Regions from separate parts of the Mus musculus genome. Here all the other regions are linked to region 1. A link is a contact called in public ChIA-PET and HiChIP or PLAC-seq data. All regions are on one chromosome and are shown on one strand. The core of a region is the stretch at or near the end of the contact, and the rest is flanking DNA. Distances in the headings are between cores, read along the strand shown. Region 1 holds the start of Tbx21 (T-box 21). Region 2 holds the start of Hoxb5os (homeobox B5 and homeobox B6, opposite strand). Region 3 holds the start of Skap1 (src family associated phosphoprotein 1).

Evidence for each region. ChIA-PET counts read pairs in DNA pulled down with a chosen protein or histone mark. HiChIP or PLAC-seq counts read pairs in DNA pulled down with a chosen protein or histone mark.
Region 2: a contact with region 1 is called in an H3K4me3 HiChIP or PLAC-seq map of embryonic stem cells, with 6 read pairs. The contact joins the promoter of Hoxb5os here to the promoter of Tbx21 in region 1. A contact is called at or near these places in 3 of 39 promoter capture datasets (embryonic stem cells, liver and pre-B cells), 1 of 115 datasets of contacts at active chromatin or transcription factors (embryonic stem cells) and 1 of 9 other capture datasets (embryonic stem cells).
Region 3: an RNA polymerase II ChIA-PET map of memory CD8 T cells shows a contact between it and region 1, with 7 read pairs. The contact joins the promoter of Skap1 here to the promoter of Tbx21 in region 1. A contact is called at or near these places in 3 of 115 datasets of contacts at active chromatin or transcription factors (CD8 T cells, double positive thymocytes and memory CD8 T cells).

The regions. Positions count from the first base shown.
Region 1 is chr11:97,112,807-97,117,553 of GRCm38.p6, reverse strand. Tbx21 (T-box 21) reads left to right here and starts at 2,223. Exons shown (of 6, transcript NM_019507.2): 1 at 2,223-2,904. The coding sequence starts at 2,417.
Region 2 is chr11:96,304,304-96,309,050 of GRCm38.p6, reverse strand. Hoxb5os (homeobox B5 and homeobox B6, opposite strand) reads left to right here and starts at 2,141. Exons shown (of 3, transcript NR_131758.1): 1 at 2,141-2,314. Hoxb5 (homeobox B5) reads right to left here. Exons shown (of 2, transcript NM_008268.2): 2 at 2,930-4,161. The coding sequence ends at 3,914. It also overlaps a transcript of Hoxb3 not described here.
Region 3 is chr11:96,462,674-96,467,420 of GRCm38.p6, reverse strand. Skap1 (src family associated phosphoprotein 1) reads right to left here and starts at 2,830. Exons shown (of 12, transcript NM_001177899.1): 1 at 2,671-2,830. The coding sequence starts at 2,716. Gm11529 (predicted gene 11529) reads left to right here and starts at 2,874. Exons shown (of 3, transcript NR_033524.1): 1 at 2,874-3,332; 2 at 3,806-3,850.

The DNA.
Region 1 (4,747 bases), core at 974-3,473:
GGACAGAGATGTAGAGATGAAGTCACACCCCAGGGGAGAAGTGGGGTGGGGCAGAGATGAGGGAAAGAAATCTCTTTTTAACGAAATAAAACTGCATGGAAGTATTTTTTGAAGCATTCTTTAAGATGTAAATCTTTATATATTTGACATGCAAAAAAAAAATCCATTACACCGTGCTGAGTGAAGAAAAAAACCAAGAACCCACGTGGTAAAGCGGACTGCGAAGTTGATGTAAAATTAGACATCTGTGTGTGTGTACAAAAGACAGAGACACAGGAGGGTCTATACAAGGGAGGTATCCAGAAGGGTTTTCTTAAAATGTTAATACGGGAGCTAGTATGGGAGGGTGGTGGTTTGTCTGACTTCTGTTTTTCTTCACTGCCTAGATTTTCTGTACAGAGGATGATTTTAGTCCTGAGGCCAGCAAGATGGCTCAGCAGTTAAAGGCACTTGTTGTCCAAGCCTGATGACCTGAGTTCCAGACTCAGAACCCACATAAGGATGGAAAGAAAGGACTGACCCCACACAGCTGGACTCTGAACTCTAAACATGCACCATGGCACAGATGTCCACACACAATAACAAGTAACTTGCTTCCTGGCGGTGACGCCCTCCCTCTGAGATTATGCCTCACTCGCAAGGGTCTCCTTCATCACTCTCCAGAAGAGGAGAAGAGGAAACACAAGAAAAAGCGCCTGGTGCAGAGCCCCAATTCCTACTTTATGGATGTGATATGCCCAGGATGATATAAAATCACCAGTCTTTTTTTAAAATTAATTTATTTATTATATGTAAGTACACTGTAGCTGTCTTCAGACACTCCAGAAGAGGGTGCCAGATCTCATTACCGATGGTTGTGAGCTACCATGTGGTTGCTGGGATTTGAACTCAGGACCTTCGGAAGAGCAGTCAATGCTCTTAACCGCTGAGCCATCTCTCCAGCCCAAGTAACTCTTAAACGATACTTTACTTCTTATTTACTTACTTTTGAGATAAGATCCCCTGTAACCCAGGCTGGCCCAAATTGTAGCTGAAGATGACCTTAAACTTCTGATCCTCTACCAACCCTCTCAAGTGCTGGGATGACAGGCATGTGCCACCATGCCCCATCTATACAAAGCTGGGGGTGGAACCAGAAGCGTGGGTGTATGCTAAGCAGGCACTCCATCAGTTGAACTATATCCCAGACCCCGGGGATGCTTTTTATTTCAAAAGAAAACTCCCAATGGATTCATTTTCAGTTAGGAGGTGAGATTCTTCTCAAAATGCAGGACTTACCGTAGTTATTGGAATAGAACAGCGGAGGAAGGACTGTCTGTCTCCATCAGAGCAGGTGCTGGGCTCCCTGTCAGCCAGCTTGGACTACATACCTTTGTTTTTTTCTATAATAGAATGGAAACAGAGGCACACAGACACCGGTTGGTATAAGGTACACAGCCCCTACCCCCAATACGAATATTTATTTCCCCAGCCTACCCCATCAGGCCTGAGGGACTTTCAGGCAAAGGAAGTGACTTACCCAGGTCCTACACACCCGAGTCACAGTCAGAGTCAGCCCTGGGACTCTGAACACTGACAGCCAAGCGCTACTTCCCGTGTCTTTCGCTAGCTGTTACGCTGCCACGTGAACGAGCTTTTGTGGGAGCATTTCAGCCAGCCCAGCCCACCGTGGGCTGCTTTGGGTGCAATCTTCTTGGGAGACAGCTTCCAAGTTTCCTCCTGGGCTAGAGGGACAAGCATCATCCTCGGGCCTGGGGGGTGGGGTGGGAGGCTAGCGATGGGGGGTGGGGGCGGCGGACAAGAGACAGCGAGCAAACACTTTGTGTAAAGTCACAAAGCCTGGGCATACAGGAGGCAGCAACAAATATCTGTTGACTATGGATAGTCTAAGTAGCTCTGAGCCTGCCAGAGGCGTGAGAATGCTCAGATGGTCCCATCTGGGGAAAGGGCCTTTGCTGTGCCTTCCAGGACTGGCGGAACTTCCTGGGGGAGAGAAACCGTTTCTCTCCTCGAAGTTTCAGAGTTTCAGGTGGCAGGTTGACTCTTTCCCAGATTGGGGCGACAAGAGACTTACACTTAGGAGTGGGGGTCGGGGCTTCAGTCCTCACCAAAAGCGAATTCGCGCTGTATTAGCCACGAGGGGGCGGGGCGGGGCGGGGCCAAGGTGGCGGGGTGAGGGGACCCAAGGAGCTTCATAAAGCCACAGCAAAGGCCGCCGCGCCGCTAGTGACAGCGCGGGCTGCAGAGAAAGCCCAGGAGCAGCTGCGCGCCTATCCAACGCGCGCTCAGGAGCCAAGCGTCCCAGCTCCCGCTCCAGTGAAGTTTCATTGGTCTTCGGACGCCGCCCCCGTCGCCCCAGCCCTAAGGACCCTCGGGTCTCTTCGACGGCTGCTGGAAGGCGCCCAGCCCGCCTCGGATGGGCATCGTGGAGCCGGGCTGCGGAGACATGCTGACCGGCACCGAGCCGATGCCGAGTGACGAGGGCCGGGGGCCCGGAGCGGACCAACAGCATCGTTTCTTCTATCCCGAGCCGGGCGCACAGGACCCGACCGATCGCCGCGCAGGTAGCAGCCTGGGGACGCCCTACTCTGGGGGCGCCCTGGTGCCTGCCGCGCCGGGTCGCTTCCTTGGATCCTTCGCCTACCCGCCCCGGGCTCAGGTGGCTGGCTTTCCCGGGCCTGGCGAGTTCTTCCCGCCGCCCGCGGGTGCGGAGGGCTACCCGCCCGTGGATGGCTACCCTGCCCCTGACCCGCGCGCGGGGCTCTACCCAGGGCCGCGCGAGGACTACGCATTGCCCGCGGGGTTGGAGGTGTCTGGGAAGCTGAGAGTCGCGCTCAGCAACCACCTGTTGTGGTCCAAGTTCAACCAGCACCAGACAGAGATGATCATCACTAAGCAAGGACGGTGAGTGAGGTGCGCGCCGAGCGCAGCGAGCTCGCAGGGCGGAGCCGGCGGGAGTCTGGCCTCGGTGGCCCGCCGGAACAACGACTTTCCTCTTTTTTTTTTTTTTTTTTTTTGAAATCAAAATTTGAAGCTGCAGGTTGCTGAGTCTTTGTGTTCGTAGACTGAGCTTCAGTTTTAGGAGACGGGGGAGCAGGGTTGCGGGGAGGGCACCGCAAGCTCCGGAGAGCCGCGGGTGCTGAGGGTATCAGAGGGCTCAAAAAGGATGATGCTGTGGGCGCAATTAGAAGTTACTTTGGTGCAGAGGAAAGGATGACTCTCGCTTCACCGAGAGTTGGCCGGTGGGGGGTGGGGGGTGGGGGACTGGAGGGGGTTAATTTGCTCCTTGCCTCAGTCTGGGATCTCAGTGGGCAGCGAGGAGTGTGTGTTATAGACCTGACTGACCGCCTTTCGGTCCTTAGGTATTCGGGAAATTGAAGTGTTGGGGGCAGAATATTTTTTGAGATCTCAGTGTGCCTGTTCCTTTGCTACTGCTGTGCTTAGGGTAGCTTTGGTGTATGGGGGAGGGGGGGAGCAGACTGGGATTTGGTGACATGGAGAAGCGGTCGCCAAGTTTCTTTTCCGGTCTTACTTTGAGATCATATGTCTAGAGAGGGAGAGAGAGAGAGAGAGAGAGAGGAGTGTGTGTGTGTGTGTGTGTGTGTGTGTGTGTGTGTGTGTTGTGTAGAGAGGTGGGAAGCAGCAAAACTTATAAAGGCACAAATAAATGCCGAGGGCCTGAACGTGCCAAGTTCAAGACCAGTTGCAGCTGGTGTCCAGTCTTGCACTGTGCTCTTTGAGGCTAGTCCCTAAAAATATGTCCACTTTCTCACCCAGCTATTCATCAGTCCAGCCTGGGGGAAGATGGAGGGGGTCCCCTAAGCCTGTTGCATTAGTGGTATGGTTTGTGGCTCAGCCTGCTGCTTCCGGATCGAGTCTCTTTGCTGAAGAAAGAGAAACTTGCAGTTTCTGAGGGGTCATTTATAGTATGCAACACCTCGAGTGGACCCTCTTGTGTCTTATGGGAAGAGGCAGCTACCTTTCCCAGTGAGGACCAGCCAGAACTTTGCCATTAGTGAGTTAGGATGTGCGGTATTAGGATGGAGACTCAAAATGTAATTGAGAGATTGCAAGGGTGGGGTTTCTGGGAGGGGGACAGAAACCCTTGCCGGATCCCAGGAGGCACTGCTAGAGTATATTCCCTTCGGATGATGTGGGGAGAGGGCAGATAGCTGCTAACTACAGCTGGTTTCAGGCTGCTGAGTTCTTCCTCGCGGGGATGAACTGAGAATAAAACATTTGATTGGTTTTTGGCTCATCCTTCATCCGCAAAGACTTCTGAGGAGTTTCCTCTGCTCCCCCAATCCTTCTCTGAGTGTCTCTGGCACTGGCCAGGTTGCTGGTCCTAGAGAATGTCTGAACTGGAAGGATCCAGAAGTCCCTGTCTCTCACTGCATAGAGAAACAGACCTAGAGACAGCAGGGGACTCTTCGGAGGTTCCCCAGCTGGGACCAGGCCTCAGATGGCACCTGTCTGCTCCTTTTTTCTCCATTCTCCACAGCCACCTACACTGTCTGAAAGCCCTGCGTGGTACACCCAAGTGCTTTCGCTTCCATTATTTCTAGGCGAGCCAGGCAGGGCTGGCCCGTTTCATACCCACGAATTCTGAGTTGCTGGGATAACCAGTGGCTTACGCTAGTCCCGCAGTAGACTAGGTGGGGCCTCTAACCATGGGACTTTCTAGTATGTCAGCAACAGGAGGCCCTCTCATCCCGGGGCCTGGCCAGTCCTCTCAATGCCTTGTCAG
Region 2 (4,747 bases), core at 892-3,391, 810 kb after region 1:
AGATCTGCTTAGAGACCTTCCACGTAGGCACCCGCAACCAGAACTGTTCTTTGCCATTCTGAAAAAATCTATTCAAACATGCTTCATAGATGTCTCAAGGCCGTTGGCCTTGAACATTCTATCAGAGTTTGTTAAACTGACATGCAAAGTGTAGGAGGGGGGGTGCATCTTTTCAGAGACAAGCCTGGTTATCTGGGGCTCAGGACCCTGAAAGGATCTGGAAAGCAAGATAGACTGAGGCCAGGAGCCAGGAAAAAAAACGATTCCCATGGAACCCCCAGGTTAGACTCTGCTACTGCTGCACACCTCCTCTGCACTTCTTTGAACTGCTTTGAAGCCCTCAGAAGCCAAACCTCCAAAGCGTATTCATATTTTAAGTGTTGCTGGCATCCTTTGATCCTTTGGGAGTGGAAAAGAGTGTCCTTTACAAGGGGTGTAAATGTCCATCGTTCTTTGAGAGATGCATCTTTAAGCTAGGGTGAGGCTCCCATGCCCTTGGTCTCTTTCCTCTGATCCTAAAGCCCATTGAGACTCTCCAGTAATTTTGGATGTGGGCAAGGAATAGTGGGCTCAAAAACAAAAACAAAAAACAAATAAAAAAAAAAACAGAGAAAGAGCAAGGGGTGGGGTAGAACAAGAAGGGCTAGAGCATCACTATCCCCTCAATGGGAAACAGGGAGACCCTGTGGCCCTTCTTTGTCAGAGATCACAGCCCCTCAAAATGCTAAGTCCTGTTTTAGGAATTATCCACCGGAGTTGGTGAACCTAGAGACAGTGAGCTTTTGGGAAGCAGGACCTGAGTCACTGGCCCCAGAGATCTCAATGAAAAGCATGGAGGAGACACAGCCATTTGATCCGTAAGAGGATTCTAGCTGTTAGAAGAAGACTGACTTTTCCTTAGAAAACAAGTTTTCCATGGTGGGGTCCAAATGTGGAAATCCCTCTGGTTTACAGTGGTACACAACAAAGAGAGCATTCAGAGTCCCGGAGAGGGCAGAAGAGGAAAGAGAAAGACTAACACCTGAGTCTCTTTGGGGATCTATGTTCCTGGGCAGGCTGTATTTGTGGCAGGCTATAGTTAGACACACCTCTGTCTTCCAGACCTGGAGAGAAGCTCTCATCTTTCAGACCCCTGGTTGGGAATTAGGTTTGCAACTGAAGGCTATGAACCGCCTACCCCCCAATCCGCTCCTCATTTTGACTCAAGCTCCTTCTTAAGAGACCACCAAAAGAAATCAATTTAAGACCAACAGGATGAAGTTGGGTATAAAAAGCACCGAGCTCCCGGAATTCTGGATAACCCTGGGGAGACCATAGAGAGTGCAGGGGCAGACGTTAAAAACCCAGAAAACATTTCAGGGCAAGGTAGCCCACAGCAGCCACCTTCCCTATCCTTTTCTCTAAATGTATCCAGGTAAAAAACGACCTGCGGGGGGGGGGGGCGCGGAGTGTGCCCCCAACACACCCCAAACAAATTCCATAAAGTTTCTTTCCTTGGGACTAAGGGAGATCTCTCTGAAGACACCCCCCCACCAACCTTTATCCCAGCAGTCCACATCCCTCTTTCTTGTCCCCTAATTTCCAAAGACATTGAAGGAACATGGACCCCACAAGACCCCCTTTCTCCACAGAGTCCAGTGCTCTTGCACATAAACACCAGACACCGCCCATCACTGAAGCCTTACAGAACTAAGCCCTCACTTCAGGCACCCCACTTCTCAGAACTAGATATATATATTTAATGTTAAATTTCCCCTGTATCATTCTACAGCCCTATTGGAAACAAAATTCTCTTCTCCCGTCCCAAGCCCCAAAACTGCAAGGAGAGAAATCGAAAGCTGAAAGCGACTTACTGTGGAGTTCTGGGCCTGGCTGTAGGCACTGCCTTCTTGGGCTGCTCTAAGCTAGAAGAGCGCTCACCTACCTCTGCCCCCTTCCCCACCACAGTGAGCAGTTAAAGTGTCACTTAACATTCTGGAGAATGTGAAATATACCGCGCGGTGTCAACTCCCCAAAACCATAAAACTAACTTTATGGACCTCACGTGACTTTCTCGAGCCAGTGAGGGGTATCTGTCTGACTTCTCGGCGATTTTTACGATCTAACTTCGAGATAAAACCCCTATCCATTTGACATCTAAATGTCATAGCGACTTTTGGGGTAGTTTGCTTTCGGCAAAGGGGGACAAAGTCATGGGGTGAGAGGGAAGGAGGACCCAAAACAGCCTCCAAGACCCTCACCATCTCTTCACCGGCTCCCCCTCCCCCCCCACAGGTCCTGTAAGAAGTTGGGCCCAGCTGGAAGGGATTGACCGGTAAGTGTCCAGACTTGACTCTTATGCTCAGGGTGGAAGCTCAACTGGATGGAGGAAAACTGGGCCCTGGTTTTGGACCAGGCTGGAGGGGGAGCCAGGGGTCTTTCAGAAGAAACCCTAACCAAGAGGGGAAGGTCAGTCGGGACCCCTGGATAGGAGAACCCCTTGAAAAGTATAGAGAAGGCCAAGTGTGACCAAAAAAAAAAAAAACCTTTGAAGCTAAGCAGATTTCCTCCCCCTTAGTGGGTGGCAGAGCTGAACATTTGAGCTTTTGGAACAGGAGACAGGGCATCTGGGCAGGCCTTTACCAGACTCAAAGGACCAGAGGCCTTCTTGCTCAGAATTTAGGCCCAAATTACTCTTCCTGGAGCATTTTCCAAAGGCTTTCCATACCCGCTGAGTATCAGGATGGGGTCCAGCTGAAGGCCACGTGAAGTTCCTGGGCCTCTCAGTCCCCTCATCAAGCCTCAGTGGGCCAAGCCTGGGAGTGAGGTGGCTTTGAGGGATTTCTGGTGGGCTTCCCTATGCCCTAGATTTATTGAAGATGGTCTTAGACCAGGTTGTGCTGGATGGTGAAAGAGTCAGACCCTCTGAGAAAAGACAAGTAGAGGGCACTGGAGTGGGGGAAACATTTATTCAACTTCAAGGAAAGCTACAGACATACCAAAAGCTAATCACTGAGACAGGCCTGGCAAAGACAGATTTCACACGTAGCACAGCATCCACCCGCTCACTACAAATGGTCTTGGAAGCGAAATGGGTGAGAGAGGAAGTGATTGGCCTGACCCAGACTATCCCCATATTTACAGCATTGGGCCTTCTAGCCAGACCCACGGATTCACAGAGAAAAATCACAAGACATTTTACACTGAGGATTATTTCTGATTCCATACGCTTCCAGACTAGGCCTTGTGGGGCCTACCAGGCAGCAGGAGTTCAGCTCTTGCTCCTTTCCTCTCCTCTTCTCAATGTCCACACTTTGACCCTTCCCTAGCTCCCTTCCCACCCCAAGGAACAAGCTACCTGAGCCTAGGGAGTGGGGGCTGGGTGGGGCTGAAGAAGGATGAGGTGGGAGAAAAGAGACACAGACAGTGGGCTCCATTTCCCAGGCCAGCTCAGCTGGGCCCAGCACTACCCAACCTCAACTGCTGCCCCTTATGGAAGTTTCCAGCAGAAACTCAAAATACAGCCATCATCCTTTTATAAATAAGTTAGAACACAGACGGGGAGGGGAAGTCACATTAAACATGCGAATTTCTTTTTCTTTTCTTTTTCCTGGGGAAAGGAGCGCAACCACAGACACGAGGACATTCAGAAACACTGGCAACTTGGGGGGGGGCGAGCCAAGAGAAGTGGGGAGCACGGAGGGGGAAATAATAATAATAATTATTATTAACAATAATAACAAGATAACCAGTCCAGGAGAGAGGGAGCCATGGGAAGACCTAAGACCAAACGAAAAATTGTAACACAGGACTGGGGTGTGACAGGCTCGTGGGAACTGGTCCCCAGCGGGCAGCGGCAGTGCAGGGAAGATTGGAAGGGTCGAGCTGGGGTTGGTGCGGGCTCTCGGGCCGCCCAGGGCTCCTCCGGATGGGCTCAAGGTTGGAAGGCGCTGCCGGCTGTAGCCAGACTCATACTTTTCAGTTTGTTGTCTTTCTTCCACTTCATGCGACGGTTCTGGAACCAGATTTTGATCTGACGCTCGGACAGGCAAAGCGCGTGGGCGATCTCGATACGTCGCCGCCGGGTCAGGTAGCGATTGAAGTGGAATTCCTTTTCCAGCTCCAGGGTCTGGTAGCGAGTATAGGCGGTCCGGGCCCTTTTTCCGTCTGGCCCAGTCATATCTAGAGCAGTTAGAGGAGAGCCCCGAGGCAACGTTATTCCGGTTAAAGGAGGGGGCACTGAGTGGGAGGGGGCGGGGAGCAGGACCCAGGCGTCCCCAGCACCCAGCTCACCGCAGCTCCCATCCTCCTCACCCCAGATGCCTGCATCCAGCCTCTATTTCTTCATACCCCCCCTTCTCCAGCAGCCCCCACTTCTGATGGTAGTGAATGCTCCCGGCTTTGTCTCTGGCTCCTTCCCAGTGCCTCACCCTAGGCTGGGTTCAGGCGGCAGCTCGCCCGGGAGGGAAGAGAGCCACTGCACTTTTGCCCTAGAAAGCTCCGTTTATAGCCCATTCCCCCTTTGCTAGCAGCAGTCTCAAAATTTCTGTAATAATCAGGACCCTTCCTCACAATACACAAATCCCATCTTTCATCCTAAAGCCGGTGACTGGCTAGGTAAACAAAACCTAAGCTGAACGTGGCAACAAACTGGCCTTTTTTTTTTTTTTTTAAATGCCTACGCCCAGAAAACAACACTGTTTGGCTCTATCTATGGAGCTGTGGGGACCCTTTCTGACACTTTTCCCTCTTGATGGCAAAAAAAAAG
Region 3 (4,747 bases), core at 1,581-4,080, 650 kb after region 1:
GGTATAAACCTTGCACAGTGTCTTGCATATTTTATTTTTTTAAAAGCGAACACATTATATCAAAAAAATGTCCCTGTCATTTTATGCTCCTATTGTTACAAATAGATAAATGTTTAAGTTATGGCTGTGATGGCCGGCATTAAATCACTGTGCAAATGCGTCTGACTTGGTTTATGAAAGCAGTAACTCACTGGGGAAACTCCACCCCCGTGCTGTGTGGCAGCCACAGTCACAGCTCATATCCTGTGACTCCCTCCCACTGAGTGACTATATAGAGATCAAGGACCTACAGATTTCTTAACTGCTAACGGTGAACCTTAAGAAGTGTGTGGTGGGAGGAGGCGTATAACCAGACCCAGACAACAAATTGACAGCCATTTTAGATGTCTAATATTCACAAGTTGTAACACAGAGAATCATTTGACTGTTTTACGATAGAGACCGCATTCCATTAAAAACAAAAACCTATAGCCAATATGTTATTATCATCACATGAATCTTTCAAAAACATATTTTTAACCACTTTTCAATAGAATCATTGGTTATATCCCACTTTATATTTTTCCCTCCACTTCAGAATCAAGAGCAGAATTACACGTTTAAAGGGAGGGATGGCTTTAAAGAAACAGTTAACCAGTGAAGCACCTCACAGTGGAACCTCAGACTCCTCCCTATCTTCTAAAGACCCGCGCACTATCAGAGATTGTTAAGACACAGCAAGTTTGATACAGAAGTATGTGACACGCAATTAATCTCCATTCATACCCGGCTCTGCTTGTCAGCAAACAAAGGTTCTGCTTTAGAAGGAGATCTGAAGACTTCAATTAAAAACAGTCAGCTAACAAGAAAACGATCTGAGCTAAAGGAAGGCGGCAGGTGCAAAAATGAGTTGTTTACCAAAGTGTCAGTTTTGAACAATAAAGAACTGCACATCAAAAATGTCGGAGGAGGGGACTGTGTTGCTAGCCTCTGAAAATAAGAGGGAATTTTTCTATTGATGCCTGTGCACCAAACTGAAGTGACATTTAGCAAGCTTGTAAAGTGGGTTTCTTCTCATAAAATGACTGACACCAATAAAAAGAGACACTCGGTCTTTAAATACAAGGGTAGAATTCAACTTGTGGCTGCAATTCCTTCTCTAAAAACCAAAGACAATTGTACAACTTCCTCTATGTACCTAATATTGAACCAGCACTGGCTAAATCTCGTTAGATGCCTGGTGATTTCTTCTATCTTCCAAATAACTTTATTTCTACAGTTTCTTGGTTTACAAGCTAAGTGGATTTTTAGATAATTTAGAGAACATAGCTCAGTAGTGGAATGTCTAATGACCCTGTGTAAGGTTCTAGATTCAATCCCCTAAGTACAAGAGAGGGTGGTGGTGACTAAAGGTGCTTGCCACCAAGCCTGAAGACATGAGTTCTATCCCCATCACCAGAAGATGCAAGATGAATGCCAACTCCCAACAGTTGCCACCCGAACTCCACAAACAGGCTGTGGCACATGCACACCCACACAATACACTCCAAAAATAGATAAAAACCTTTTTCTAAAATAGATTTTTGAAACATCGCCTCAAAAGAAACACATAGCCGCCAACTCTTACAGAGACGCTATCCAGAATAGAAACAGGGCTACAGACAGAATCCAAAAGCACTGGCCAAATCCTTGATTAGGAGGCATTTATACCCAAGATAACAAGGTAATGGAGATATAAAACCAATTAAATTGAGAGAAACTGGAAAGAATGCAGCTTGCCAAAATCATGACCTGCCCAAAGCAGGCCATCTGTTAACGATGTGTCAGATGTGTCGCCTGGATGCCGAAAGGCTTAATTCTGAGCGGTTTCCTCTTGAGACCCTTATGCAACTGCAGATTCCAGGTTTCTGTCCTCCCAGGAAGGGAAGGGCAGTCATAGGAAAATGAGTAAAACTGATTTTCACCATGGGAGCCAAGCACAAGATACCGTCCATCAGGGAAGTCTCTTCGGAGTGTATGTTGAGTGTCGGAAAGTGTGACCTTAACTGTAAAGGACAGTTTTAAAGGTGAAACCATCACAACAGGACACTTAGGGAAGGGAAGGACACCATACTCTGAGGTTTATGACACCCCTAGAAGTCTTCAGGTTAGGAAATGACTCTCACACTTATAAGACGTCCCCTAACCACCAGGCTTGGCCCAAAGACCATAAATCTCCAGAGCCCTACTGTGTGCCTAGGAGATGTCTACCCAGAAAGGTGTGGGTCTTCCACAAGGTGAGGAGTCAGGACTGGGAAGGATGAGACCTAATCACTGCACACCTCAGGGATTTCCCGGGGTGACAGGTTCAAGACCAAGCAAGGTGTCAAGGGAGGCCATGAACTGACCCGTAAGACCTTAGAGACCTGGAAGTGTTGATGCATCTGGAAGTGATACAGATGCCTAGAAGGAACAGAAAATATGTAACTCAAGGGAGAGGTGGGGACCTTGAGGATGAGAGAGAGGCTAGGGCTTTGGGGACAATTGGGGGATTAAGGACTCTGGAAGCCTGGAACTTATAGTAGGTAAGTGACCAGGCTAAAGAACTAGTACCCTAGTGTCTCCTTTCTTGCCTTCAGCCCAGCACTGAGAGGCCCTCCCGGACGGGATGGGTCAGGACAGAGGTCTGGCACTGAACCAGGAGTTAGTTACCTTCCAGGAGCCAACAGATCTCCTCCGGGAGGGCGACAGCCTGCATTTGGCGAAGCGAGTGGGCGGCCGCAGCAGAAGGCGGGATAAGGGACGTGTGCCTGCTCGGACGGCGGGCGCAGCGAGCTGCACCCCAGGCACCTGTACCTCGGCTGTCGCCTGGGGGGGGGGGGGAGGCGCTGGGCGGGGCCGCCGGTCGCGCGCTCAGGAAGCGGCGCGCGCAGCCGGCGGCGGGAGCCCGGGACCCCGGGCGCAGGTGCACTGGTGCCACTGAGGTGGCACGCAAAGTCAATGGCGTGGCCCTTTGAGCCCCTCACCAAAAAATTGCCTAGATTCCCAAGAGCCTTGGAGGCTAGGTTTTGGCGGAAACATCTAAACACTGAGCAGTTTGACCTTGGGGCTGTAGGTTTAAAAGGCCATGGCTGTTCCTGGACTGGGGTGCAGAGGCAGAATCCAAGAAAGAGCTTGGTCCTTGCCAAAGATATAGTGCCTCAGTTCTGATCCAGCGCACTGTCGGGGAAAGCCCTGCTGGTTAGAAATTAAAATCTGGAGTCCCAGCGACAATGCCGATCGCCAACATTTGAAAGACTCAGCATCAGAGGCAATACCCATGGAGAGACACGGAGGGAATGTCCTTCCCTCTGGAGGTGAAAGGCTGAGAGAAGGTGGGAAACAGCTCTTTCTCGGAACAGAGGAAGGAAGAAAGTGATCAACGAGATCACAGGGCTGTGCCCTTCCCCGCTCAAAGTACAGCCAGTCAGTGATCAAGTTTGGGTGGTAGTAGGTACCAAAGATGTTGCTACAGCACGAACTTGGGCAGTGGTACGTGGAACCCTTTGTTATTTTTGTGGACCGCTTGTGAGTGAACAAGTACTCAAAGGTTGTTTATTTGATTGGTATTTTATAGTACAACAGGCCTTGAAGAAAGTAGAGCAGCATGGACGGTATACGAAAGAGCAAGAGGAGGACTGGCGCATGCCTGTTGGTATTAAATACCAGACTCCGGGGTTTTACAAGGGTGGGGAGACTTTGCAGGTAGAAAATTATCTGTAATTATGTGACCCCTGCATATCTCTCTCTCTCTCTCTCTCCCTCTCTCCCTCTCTCCCTCTCTCATTCTATTCTATCCCCATAATAGGTAAGAAGGATTGGGAGTGGTCCTGGAACACATGAAGGGAGGAAGGTAAGCGATTTGTTAATCTGCCTGGGGGTGGAGATAATATTGATCTCAATGTAGAAGGCAGAGCAAAGACAAGAAACCGTTCAGAAGGGCACAGGGCAGGTGTATATGTCTCCTGGAATAAGTGTGTGCACACACCCCAGGAAGATGCAGTCTCAAGTTTAGGAACCCTCACTTTTAAGGACTTTGGTGGCCTTTAGCATGTCCTGACGCCTGAGAAGGAGTGGTCTTGGTTTCAGGGCCTCACAACCCACCTATAAGTTGCAATAAATTGAACTGAAGGGATAGAACCCGGTCGGGGTCACCAGAGAACCCAAATCCATGGTGTTGCTTCTTACTGGGTGAAGCTATAGTGACAGGCTTGGGCTGCCTCTTCCAGGCTCCAGAGGGGGTGTAGGCTGCCTCCTACCTTGCTGTCTCCCAGATAAAACTGAAGTTGCTCTAAAATCACTTGGGGTGCGTGCATGTTTAAACATGGAGGCTATGTGGCTCACACACATGCTTCTTTTTGTAAACATAAAACTGTTCTTCAAAAGGGGGGCGGTAGGCTTCCCTCTCTAGTGCACAAACTTCCTCCATTTTTCTTCCAGCAATGGGAAAAGAAGGACAGCCCTTCCCTCTTTCTTTAGTAAAAGGCAGGTTTCTAGGATCTGAAGAGAACCCAGAGTGCCCCGTCCCCTTATTTAAGGACATTGGTCAGCATGGTCACATAGGGTAGGTGCTCAGGAGTTGTCTGACAAAGGACAGAACCCCAGGCTTCCTGCCACCTAGGGAGAAGCAAAACCGCACAAGGTAGATATTCTCCTTGCATCTCTTCCCCTGTGGATGACTGGGTTTGGGAGCGATGGAGGTAGAGGGAGGTGTAAGTCAGGTGGTGTGTGCTGGTGACTGGCAGTTTCC